Regions from separate parts of the Mus musculus genome. Here region 1 is linked to region 2. Evidence: chromatin contacts called from public promoter capture Hi-C data. All regions are on one chromosome and are shown on one strand. The core of a region is the stretch at or near the end of the contact, and the rest is flanking DNA. Distances in the headings are between cores, read along the strand shown. Region 1 overlaps Gm31452 (a long non-coding RNA gene). Region 2 overlaps Kif2a (kinesin family member 2A).

Evidence for each region. Capture Hi-C pulls out chosen DNA fragments and counts their contacts.
Region 1: a promoter capture Hi-C map of adipose tissue shows a contact between it and region 2. The contact joins two enhancer-like sites. A contact is called at or near these places in 2 of 39 promoter capture datasets (the C10 cell line and the HPC-7 cell line), 5 of 15 datasets of contacts at CTCF or cohesin (CD8 T cells, the G1E-ER4 cell line, hippocampal excitatory neurons and 2 more), 69 of 484 Hi-C or Micro-C datasets (the 63-12 cell line, B cells, CD4 T cells and 39 more), 16 of 115 datasets of contacts at active chromatin or transcription factors (the 230-238 cell line, CD8 T cells, the HPC-7 cell line and 10 more) and 4 of 9 other capture datasets (adipose tissue, liver, macrophages and 1 more).

Annotation. Positions count from the first base shown.
Region 1 is chr13:107,100,409-107,106,331 of GRCm38.p6, forward strand. The region is part of intron 4 of Gm31452 (a long non-coding RNA gene); the gene reads left to right. Among named protein-coding and RNA genes, the nearest start is that of Gm41051, 18 kb to the right of the region's middle. Within about 2 kb of position 1,368, at least 105 of the 459 cell types and tissues checked have an H3K27ac peak or open chromatin away from gene starts, as enhancers often do. A contact at or near this core is called in the 230-238 cell line, CD4 single positive thymocytes, CD8 T cells and 9 more, where this site is marked.
Region 2 is chr13:106,995,134-107,001,087 of GRCm38.p6, forward strand. The region is part of intron 1 of Kif2a (kinesin family member 2A); the gene reads right to left. Among named protein-coding and RNA genes, the nearest start is that of Kif2a, 24 kb to the right of the region's middle. Within about 2 kb of position 3,733, at least 101 of the 459 cell types and tissues checked have an H3K27ac peak or open chromatin away from gene starts, as enhancers often do. A contact at or near this core is called in the 230-238 cell line, CD4 single positive thymocytes, CD8 T cells and 9 more, where this site is marked.

The DNA of each region.
Region 1 (5,923 bases), core at 118-2,617, 100 kb after region 2:
CTATAAGGACACTGGCTATAAGTAATCTAACTTTAAGGGGTGGAAGCTCTATCACCAGTAATTATGGTGATTATGTGGAGACAGCTCTCAGAAATATTAACATGAAAATGTGAGCTTGGTAAATAGTAATTAATCGGTTATCATGATGTTAGAGAACAGTATTAGCTTTGAAACCACAGCCTGGTTGACTATTAGGGTGCTATGAAATTAGTATAATTGCAACAGTGCAGGCAAGATCAAAAGATACTGGCTTTTCCTAAATGTCATATAATGTTCACAGGGACACCTGCAGCTCAGCTCAAACCACCCAGGACAGAAGATCGACCCAGTCCCCAGGGGTGTATATTCCCCTAGCCAGGATAGAGCAAGTTCTTGTTAGAATGCTAGTAGTTTGTCATTTAGGGTTGAAAATGTCTCCTTCAGAGTCTCAGCCCACACCAGTTCTCTTACACCAGTCCCGTTGTTCCGTAGTTCCTGGGGCTCAGAGGCCTTCCACCTCCCCTGGGCTTGCAGTAGTAGATGGAAGGTCAGGGGCAAGGTAGGGGCGGAGCTCTATCTGGGAGGACATACTGTGTCTGCAAGCAGGTGTTCTGGTAGATAATTCTGGCTTTGCACTCGGTTTGTTTGTTCTCAGAGTCTCCCAGAGTTTTTCTTATACACCCACCCCATGCTTTCCCTCGTTTGGCACAGACCCACTTTTGAGTTAGAAGATTATCTAGTCCAAATCACTTTCATTCCAGATGAGGAAGCAGCTGTCACAATTGCGGAAGTTCCAGCCAGCAGCAGACAGCTGTCTGTCTGGTGCTGATATCTTGGCATGGACCAATAGGACCCTCAGGTCAACTTCTTTTCTGAAGCTATCTTTCAGCAGTTGTTTATTCTCTGATCTCCCTCTATAACAGACCTCCCATCCCTTTCCCGCTCATTGTTTGTTTGTTTTTATTTTGTTTCTTTGAATCTCTGTCTCCCCTTCATCTTGACTAGCTGTTTAATACATGAAAAACTTGAGAAAAATCAGGCTTTATTCTAAGAGAAACCCAAATGAAACCTCAGCCATCAAACCTTCACTAACTAAATTATGCAGTGTTTGTGTCACCTCCTGATTTGTTTTTGTGGGTTAAGCCTCTCAAAGGGAAAAAAGGCTCATTTGTTGCAACCCGTAGGAGAAAGACTTGGAAGGAGGAAATAGAAAACAAGAGGTAAGCTGAGCCGAAGGATCACATATCCAGCGAAAGGAATACGAAATGAGAATCTGGACATGCCCGCGTGTATTTTTCCATTTGGAAACAACGCGGTCACAACTGGTGTATTTACTGTTTCCTCTAGACTCACTTGCCCTTGGGGGTAAGTACTCTGCAAGAGACGCTAGCCTGCCCCCTAGTGGCTGCTGAGGACATGCACTCGTATCCCAGGGCTGCGGCTTGACTGTCCGCAGAGAGAAGCTGAGGAAAGTCACTCTGAGAGGGAGCAACTCTCCTGTAAATACAGTAGATGGAGACACACACTGAAAGACTGGATCCCCATGAGCCTCGATTTCATTTGCTCTGAGAAACTGTTCAGCATTCTGAATTGTCGAAGATAGATAGATTTGAATTTAATGTATGCATGATGCTTCATGCGACCAGTGTTTGATTTGTAAAACACAACAACAAAAAACCCTAATGTGAAGATTTTAAGTACAAGCGGTACCTGAATCTGCTGACCTTTCACACTATTAATTTGTGCAGAGCTTTAGCGTAGGAGGAGACAAGGATACAGAAGTTAGGGAAGCCCAGATCCCGTTCTTTGGGACCCTCTGATGGGAAGGAACACATATTTGCACATAGTTACAACACATGGCAGAGGTACAGCCAGAGAGGCGACATGTATGCCGATGTCTTATTTAATATTTATCATGAAGGTTTTTATATTGTAAATTAAGTGCATTTATCTTTTGTTATCTGAGAAGAAATCTGTAACAGTGGATTTCTGTGGCGTGCAATAAAGACCTTCCTACATAGGAGGAGAAAGTTCAGAAAGGTCAAGTAATTTGCACTCATTGAGCAGCAGAGAAATATCATCCCTGCGATTCAAATTTGGCTGTCTGCTTTTACTGTCGGCTCAATTAACTTTGACAGAGCTATACTGAGAGCCTACCCGGCACCAGCTTTGTGCTGGAGGTGTGAAGAGGAAGATGCCATTACCGGTCTTAGGGTTAGTGTCCTGCAGGGAACTAGACTGTGAAGAAAAACTTGCACTCTGTTGTGACTGATGCGGTAGTGGACATGCGCAGATTTTACCTCTGGAGCCCAGTGGCAGGCCTTCTGTCACCTGATCCCGATAACTGACTGTGAGCGACTGATTAGGAATTTGTCACTTGGCCTAAGGCAATCATATTTAAAATAGATCTAATAATGGGTATCTGCCCAGGAGGTTAGACCACTCATGGATGACAGCCAGATGTGTCAGAGACAGCAGCCAACAAGAGAAACTCAGAAAAGTCCAGAATCAAAGTAGCAAGCAAGCAAGCAAGCAAGCAAGCAAGCAAGCAAGCAAGCAAGCTGGTGTGCCCGAGCATGGATGGCATCCCTGCATTTGGGAGACAGAGACAGAAGTTTAAAGTCATCCTCAGCTACATAGAATAGTGGGGAATCAGTGTTGGGAAACATTAAAAGCAAAATGAAACAAAATAAGTGGAGGGAGCAGCTGAATTGGTAGGGAGGAAGGCAGAGGCTAAAGAGTGTAGACTGTGGGTGTGGCCCTCACATTCAAAGCTGCTTCCCTATGGGTGTGGCGCTACAAGAGCAGGCGCATACCTGCCCAGATGGACCCTGTGCGTCCTCATCGCTGCTCCCCCTCACAGTGTGAGAACGAAAATTAGACACCGGAGGTTACTGATGTTTTCATTTCTCTAAACAAGTTTCACTCGCCTGCACCAGATGTGGTTGATCACAGGTAGGCCGGAGGTTCGTGGGCAGAAAATACCTCAGGATGTATTCTCACCCCTGATTGAATGTAGGTGCGGGAGTATTCATAGGCAGGAAATACGTCTGGGTTTATGCTCACCTTTAACGGGAATTGCAATAGCCTTGCAGGTTTGTCTTTTTAAGCCCTTGCAAAGTGTGATTGTTTACGATTTGGTTTTAAACTGTGGTGGTGGTCTTATTCCCGACTGATGGGAGTAACAATAGCCACCTACCTCATTTGAGAACCTTTGAGCCTGACCCTGAACCTTAACCCAAGAAAGCCTCACTAAGGGCTGATCCTTAATAGCACATCCACAACCCCCATTTTTAATAGGGTTATTTGAATTTCTGAGTCCAGCTTCTTGAGCTCTTTGTATATATTGGATATTAGTCCCCTATCAGATTTAGGATTGGTAAAGATCTTTTCCCAATCTGTTGGTGGCCTTTTTATCCTATTGACAGTGTCGTTTGCCTTACAGAAGCTGTGCAGTTTTATAAGGTCCCATGTGTCAATTCTTGATCTTACAGCACAAGCCATTGCTGTTCTGTTTAGGAATTTTTCCCCTGTGCCCATATCTTTGAGGCTTTTCCCCACTTTCAGTGTCTCTGGTTTTATGTGGAGGTCTTTGATGCAGGGAGTGATCTTAACCACTGAGCCATCTCTCCTGCCCTGAGAGTTTAGAGTTTTATAATCCTTCAATGTTTTTGCCTGTATGATTCCATATTAGCCTGCTTTTTTTGGTGTTGGCTCATTTAAGTCATTTTCTGTGTACTCACTTTCATAAGCACCTAGCAACCCTATGATTCTACTGTGAAGTCCCTCTCAAAGGAATACTTGATTCTCCCTTTGATGATAATTAAAATGCCATTTCTACACGAAAATAAACCTTGATCTTATGGAAGTGCTAACTAAAATCTGCATATAATTTAGTAACAAAATACAAGGTTTCCCTCCTGCTACGGACACTAAACCAGCTGGATTCACTTCTCCCAGTCCTAAAGGGAATGTAGGGACAATTGGAGAACTGTGGTGTTAAACTCTTGCCCCAACTTCCTTGTGTAGCCCAGATCCGTCCCAGAATACATCCACACACATTTGTGTGCTTATTAATGAGGGGACACTTTCTGAAAACTCCGTGGCTGGACAATTTTTCCTTTTTTTTCTTTTTTTCTTTTGTATGGGTGTGTTGTGTACATGTATGTCAGGGTACTATATGCATGAAGTGCTTTTATGGGCCAACAGAAAGTGCCAGGTCTTCTGGGGCTGGAGATACAGATGGTTGTTAACCAACATGGATGCTGGGATTCAAAGCAGGAAGAGCAGACAGCTCTCTCTCTCTCTCTCTCTCTCTCTCTCTCTCTCTCTCTCTCTCTCTCTGCACAGACATGTGCAAACATTGTAGGACATTCTTACAGGAACAGTAGATCACTCTATGTGAGCTCTCCATTCAGTCAATAAGCGATAGACATGACACTCATCTGTGCTAGTAAAATATTAAAAGCAACGGTTATTTTATCTCATGTGTATGCGTGTGCCTGCTTCTCTGTATGTGTACTGTGTGAATGCAGGTACCCTTGAAGCCAGAAAAGGCTGTCAGTTCTCCTGGTACTGGGATCACCAGTATTGTGAACCACTGGTGTGGGTGAACCTGGGTCCTCCAAAAGAGCAGCAAGTGCTGGTAATTGCTGAGCCCTCTCTCAAACCCCCACAACATGGGAAATGTCTGTGTTCAGTTTTGAGGCCAGAACCCAGGTTTTTGAATATTCTAGGTAAGAATTCCTACCATTAAGCCGCACCCCTAACCCTTAAGACGTCGTGACAGCCACTGTGTTGCTGGGTCATGGGAATTTTTTCAGCCCCATCATAATCTTACGGATCTATTTTCATAGATGTGGCCTGTCCTCAGATGAAATTTTATGTGACCCATGGATTTAGTTTAATGTTTAATTTTTAAACATTGTGGTAAAAGAAGCAAAAATACAGAAGTCACCATTTTACATTGTTATGTGTACAATTCAATAATGCTATTCACGTTACTATACAACAGATCTACCAAACATTCGCATAATGCAAAACACACACTCCAAACCCATTTAAAAATTACTCCTTTCTCCCCATAGCTGCTCCATGGTAGCCAACATTCTGTTTCCTGTTTCTGTGAATTTGATTACTTTAGATACTTTAGGTAAATAGTATCTTGCAACATCTGACTTTTTGTGCCTGGATGGTTTTATCTAACAAAATGTCTTTAGTGTTCTATGTCATGGCATATGACAGGAATTCCTTTTCTTCTGAGTCTAATATTCCATTGTTTGTAGATACCTTGTTTCTTCATTTGTCTGTTGATGCCACCTCCTGGCTGTTATGAGTACTGCGGCTCTGCCTAGGTGCTCTGGATCATAGAGAGCAGTTAAAGTAGAATTTCTTGATGAACTTCCAGGCTAGTTTCTTAAAAAACAAAACAAACAAACAAACAAAAAATTAAAAACTTTTACTTACTTATTTATTTTGTGCACATGTGTGTTTGTGTGAATGTGAGTGTATGTGTATGTGAGGTGAGTGTGTGAGTGTGAGTGTGTGGGCGCTTGTGTGAAAGTGTGTATGAGTGTGTGAGAGTGTGTGTGTGTGAGTGAGTGTGTGTGTGTGTGTGTGTATGTGTGTGTGTGTGTGTGGGTGTGTAGGAGTTCACATAGCACATGTGTACAGGTCAGAGGACAACTCATATGAGTTGGTTTTCTTCTTCCACTGTGTAGATCTTGGGGATTAAGCTCAGGATATCAGGCCTGGCTGCCAGCACCTTGACCCATTGCTCTGAGCTGTCTCTCAGCCCCTTCACACTATATACTGTAGGTTTTATATTATTTTTACATTCTCATGAGAAGTTTCGACTGTTTCTCTTTCTCCACACCCTCCCCATCCCGAGGAGACACAGGCAATGCATGAGGAGCAGGGTTTGTAGATCATGGACTGGGCTTGA
Region 2 (5,954 bases), core at 2,483-4,982:
GATATGACTGTAATACTCTCTCAACTAGTGTCCATTTCTGACCATTTTTCCCTCCATTCTGTTCTCCACACATTAACCACCATGATTTTGGTTTAAACTTAATTATAGCTGAGTATAGCAGTGCATGTTTGTAGTATCAGCACTAGGGAAACTGACACACAGGGATTACTGCAAGTCTGAGAACAGCCTGAGCTCCAGGTCAGATAGGAACTTATTTCAAAACAAAACAAAAACAAAACAAAAATAAACAGGAAGGCTGGAGCACTTGCTGTATAAGCCGAAGAACCTGAGTTCAAATCCCTAGAACTCATATAAAAAGCAAAGTATGGTCATGTACCTGTGAACCTAACACTGTTGGCCATGGAGTGGTAGCAGGCTTGCTGGATCCAAGCTCAGGTCCAGGCTGAGACCCTGTCTTTGGGGAATCAAGTGGAGGGAGGGTGAAATCGTCTCCACTTTCTTTACACTACCAAATAAATCACCAACTCTACTGGGTGGCATACACACGTACACAAATCCTCACACACGCACACATGCACAGAGTCACATTTTTGCTCAAAAGTCTTTCAACAGTGCCCATTCGGAGTAAAGGACAAAATGTTAGTCTATCAATTAACTAACTAATAAAACAGCATCTTACTGTTACCCTGGCTAGCCTGGAACTTGCTATGCAGACCAGGTGGGCCTCAAACTCAGTTTATCTTCTTGCCTCTGCCTCCCAAGTGCTGGTATTAAAGGCTTGCACCATCATGCCCAGCCAATAACTCTTTTAATAACCACCTCCCCCTTAAAAAAACTACCTGATCTTATAACCTCTAACTTCATTTATCCCTTACTAGAGTGACTACTGACTGATCTCATCTCAGACAATACTGTCTCTATTATCTCTCCTCTGAAAAACGCTAAGTGAAGGACTTAAACGTCAGCGGTGTGAAAACAACTGAGTAGGCGTTGCCATTCTCTCCCAGTGGGCACTAGAGCGGAAGCAGGACTCCCAGATGGAGAGAGACAATCACTATGAAATAATGGGGAGAACCAAAACAGACAAGTTGAGAAAGAATGGTTGGAGGAGATGGCTCAGCATGTTAAGGCACTTGCCACCAAGTCTGATGCCCTGAGCTCGTGAGCTTGATTCCTGGGATCCACATGATAGAAGGAAAGACGCAACTCCCACAAGTTGCCTCCCCCATACACAAATATACTAAATGCAATTTTTTTTAACATCCTCATTTCAATCAGAGGAAATGAGGTAAATAACTAGAGAAGGATGCATCAACTGGGTCCTCTGAGAGACATAGTAAGAAAAGATTAGACGAGATTTACTGTAACATAAGAGGAAGAGAAAGACTGGCATGGAAAGCCATGTTGGAAATCTGACACCTGTGAAGCCAAGGTTGTTGACATGATGCAGCAGCAACAAGCAGAGGAAGCCTCAGACCTCCCCACAGAGCAAACAGGACTGTGCTCAATGCAGTTTGGGGCTTTACACTAGAGGAGTCCTGCCCTGGGTTAAACAGGCACACTAGCTACCTATGTGTATTAGTCAGGGTTCTCTAGAGTCACAGAACTTATGAATAGTCTCTATATAGTAAAGGAATTTATTGACGACTTACAGTCTGCAGTCCAATTCCCAACAATGGTTCAGTAGTAGCTGTGAATGGAAGTCCAAGGATCTAGCAGTTACTCAGTCCCACAAGGCAAGCATGCGATGACCTTGAACTCGAAGATCTCCCTGTCTTAATCTTCTGGAATCCAAAGCCTCTATGCCTCAAGATCTCCATACCAAGATCCAGATCAGAAACTTCTATCTCCCAGCCTCCAGAATAGGGTCACTGGTGAGCCTTCCAATTCTGGATTGTAGTTCATTCCAAATATAGTCAAGTTGACAACCAGGAATAGCCACTACACCATGTTTCCCATTAAATGTTCAGTACTCAGCCAAAAGATAAGGACTGTGGAGCTTCTGATAAGCTCAGGTCGTCAGTTAACTGTTCTCCTGCAATGGAAGAAGGTCTTCCTTAGTGATGCCAAAGCAGTGTGCCTACTACATCTAACAAGATCATGAAAACAGAAAATGAGTTGAACCAGAAGTGACAATGGAGAATGGTCTCAAGAGTGACATGAGAAGTCATCCTGGGGCAAACCTAGTCGCCATCAGCCTGGGACGATCTATCACTGCTTTATCAAACCTGAGTACAGGCTGACCCAGCAGCTACCCTTGCCCCTACCATCCCTGGCAATCTCATAAAATAATAACCATTAATCATAGTAACAAGTTTTGGGAAAGGTAAGAGACATTGTCAGTGTTCCATCAACAACAAGAAAGGAAACAACCTGGGCCCCAGGAAAGTATGTCTGGATACCAGATACCCTGATGAAAAAACCCCACCCTGATGGGCACAGTGGCCACTCAGAAATCAGAGGCAGGAAGACTACAACTGAGACCTATAGAGCAAGTTCCAGGTTAGTCTGAACTGTATGTATGTAGCAAGAACTTGTCTTAGAGCAAGATAACAAAGAACAACCAGCAGGAAGTGGAGAGGCTATGGTAGGGGCAGAGGAGTATGACTGGGTCTGTAAAATTATGCCATGATGAACACAACTGAAAATGGAATACACATGCCATTAAAAATATTCCTACTGCTTACCATTCCTACTGCACCATTTCCACATCCCAAGTTTTTTTTTTTTTTTTTGGTTTTTCGAGACAGGGTTTCTCTGTATAGCCCTGGCTGTCCTGGAACTCACTTTGTAGACCAGGCTGGCCTCGAACTCAGAAATCCGCCTGCCTCTGCCTTCCAAGTGCTGGGATTAAAGGCGTGCGCCACCACGCCTGGCTCCACATCCCAAGTTTTAAGAGGGGCTTCTACACTAATAACTAGGTGTGATGAAATATAAAGCAAAATATGAAGTATTCATACAATAAATCACAGTGGCAAAGTCTTGAACCTCTAGAAACAGCCTACACTGATTGGCAATAAAGAGAAAATAAAGAAAATCAAGAACACCCAGCATGAGCTGGTTTCAAGTCACTGGGACATCTGAAACCCCAATTGCCAAGGCAGAGATGCAGAAAGCCTTAAAATACTAAACAGCCAGGTGGGGACTAGAGAGATGGCTCTGCACCCATATGGTGGTTTACAACCATCTGGAACTCCCGTTCCAGGGGAGCTAATACCTTTTTCTAGCCTCCAAAGACACCAGGCATGCAAGTTGCCCTCAGACATACATGCAGGCAAAGTACGCATTAAAAAAAAATTTAATGCATAAATCTAGTTTAAAACAAAACAAAACCAACCAGATCCACCAGCTAACACTAAACTCTAGAGAAAGTAAAATGTAGCAAGATGAGGTGATATTTGCTTTTTGCCACATGACCAGATTAACTGGAAACCATGCAATCTGAAGCTTTCATCACTTTTACCAACACATACCTCTAAGAACAAACTTTTTTATAATTATCTCTTTTGTATAAACTTTTTCAGCAGACTGAGATCACTTAAGACAGTTTCTTATGTTTTCTTCAAAAGTATAACACACCCGTTCATATTCATGTCCTAAATCTCTGGGTACTTGGTGTATATGGTAACCAACTTCCTTTCCTGTCCTTATGAAAAACAACTTGTTCAGCACCATTTCCTATAAAGCACTTTCTCGGGCTATCTGCAACACCACTTCCTCATAGTTGAAGCACACAAGCATGACTTGACTTCCTTATCTCTGAATCCAAGGTACACAGTTGTAATGGTTTGTATATGCTCGGGCCAGGGAGTGGCACTGTTAGAAGGTATGGCCCTGTTGGAGTGGGTGCCGCCTTGTTGGAATAGGTGTCACTGTGGGTGTGGACTTTAAGACCCTCATCCTTGCTGCCTGGAAGCCAGTATTCTGCTAGCAGTCTTCAGATGAAGACGTAGAACTCTCAGCTCTGCTTGTACCATGCCTGCCTGGATGCTGTCATGCTCCAGCCTTGATGATAATGGACTGAACCTCTGAACCTGTAAACCAGCCCCAATTAAATGTTGTCCTTACAAGAGTTGCCTTGATCATAGTGTCTCTTCACAGCAGTAAAACCCTAACTAAGACAATTGTCATGAGAGCTTTACTTTACTCTAAAACAGTCTCTCCCACCTAACTGCTCTTAAGAGTTTGTCTTGGCCTTTTTGCTTGCTTGTATAGTTTTCCCATTCCAAAAAGTAAATTAATAGCATCAAACTATTACAGAATCTGGTTGTAAATGAACTGAATATTATTTTGGACATAGGTCAACAATCCTCCTTTCTCACAGCAACTGTATTAAAATTTGATATCAGTTACCCTGGCCTCCTAAAGTCATTTAAAATGCTTTATTACGTTTTATTTGTGTTTATGCATGAAAATCCACACATGCCACAACGCCCATGTGGAGTGAGAGGACAACTTGCAGGAGCCTGTTTTCTGCTTCTACCACGTAGATCTCAGAGATCAAACTCAGCTGTTAGGTGTGGCAGCAGACACCTTTACCCACTGAGGCATCTCAGAAACTCTCAGAATGACTTATAACGGCAGATCTCTTTCCTAGCCTCTGGAATTAAATGGGCTTGGTAGGTGATGGTAGGAAATCAAGAGGTTCAAGGTCATCCTTGGCTATAGCCAAGTTAGAGGTCAAGCCTCTATGTAACACCCAATCTCCAAACAAAACCTAGAATTAAAAAAAAAAAAAAAAGCCACCGGGCATGGTGGCGCACGCCTTTAGTCCCAGCACTCAGGAGGCAGAGGCAGGAGGATTTCTGAGTTCGAAGCCAGCCTGGTCTACAAAGTGAGTTCCAGGACAGCCAGGGCTATACAGAGAAACCCTGACATAGAAACATTTCTTAAATTGTCAATGCACGGCAATTCTTTGGATAGTCTGTTTATGAGTTCTAAAAGTATGATGACGACTAAAGAGATAAAAGTAACAAATAATTGGTATGGATTTCCTAGTGCACAGGAGACGAATACCTTGACTTTTCAGCATTCGATCTCTTGGACTGCTTCCTTTGAGAAAAAAATTCTACAAACTTAGCCAGGAAAAACAAATCTGGAGCAACTTTCAATCAAATCAGTTATTCAATGAACTTAGTTTTAGGTCAGTTTTTACTTAGAAAAGACCTGCATTTAGAGATGTCAAAGCAATTAACTTTGTTTTGTTTTTCAAGACAGGCTTTCCCTGTGTAGTTCTATCTGTTCTGTAGTGCAGGCAAGCCTCAAACTCAAGATATCTGCCTGCCTCTGCTTCCCAAGTGTCAGGATTAAAGGGTGTACCACCAAGCTTGGCAAAGAAATTAACATTTTAAACAAAAGTATACAAAGAAAAGCTGCATCAATATAATCTGCAGATTGTTGGGTGTATGTGCATTCATTTTTAAAGCTAAATGTCAATGATGTCATGTATGCGTGTGTGTTCATTTTTAAGGCTAAATGACAATGGGGTTACTCGGGAGGCATCCACCTTGTTTTTGTCTCTCACTGGGACCTGGGGCTGTTATGCTAGGCCAGCAAGCTCCAAGGATCTGCCTAGCTCTGCCTTCCCAAAGCTGGGATTGCAAGCTTTTTATGTGGAGCTTTCTATGTGGCTGCTGAGGACTTACTTAAGGCTTATACCAACACAGTAATCACTTTAGTAAATGAGCCATCTTGCCAGCTCCTACTCTTTTATTTAATCCCACCCTTACTATATATTCATTGCAAAGAACCTGAATGTACTGTGTCCATCACCACAATGCCAAACTAATTTCTAAACCAAATACAAAAGGGGTTTTCTAATCATACTGTTAACGTTGGCAAGAAATGTCAAAATGAAAATAGAGAATCAAAGTTCAGAAAATTTTCATCTTAGGTACATGAAGCATCCACAAGTATAGTTGAGCTAAACTTATTATCTCCAAAAAAGCAGGAAGCTAAATACTAGTCATTAGGACAGTGGGTGTTGTAGTCTA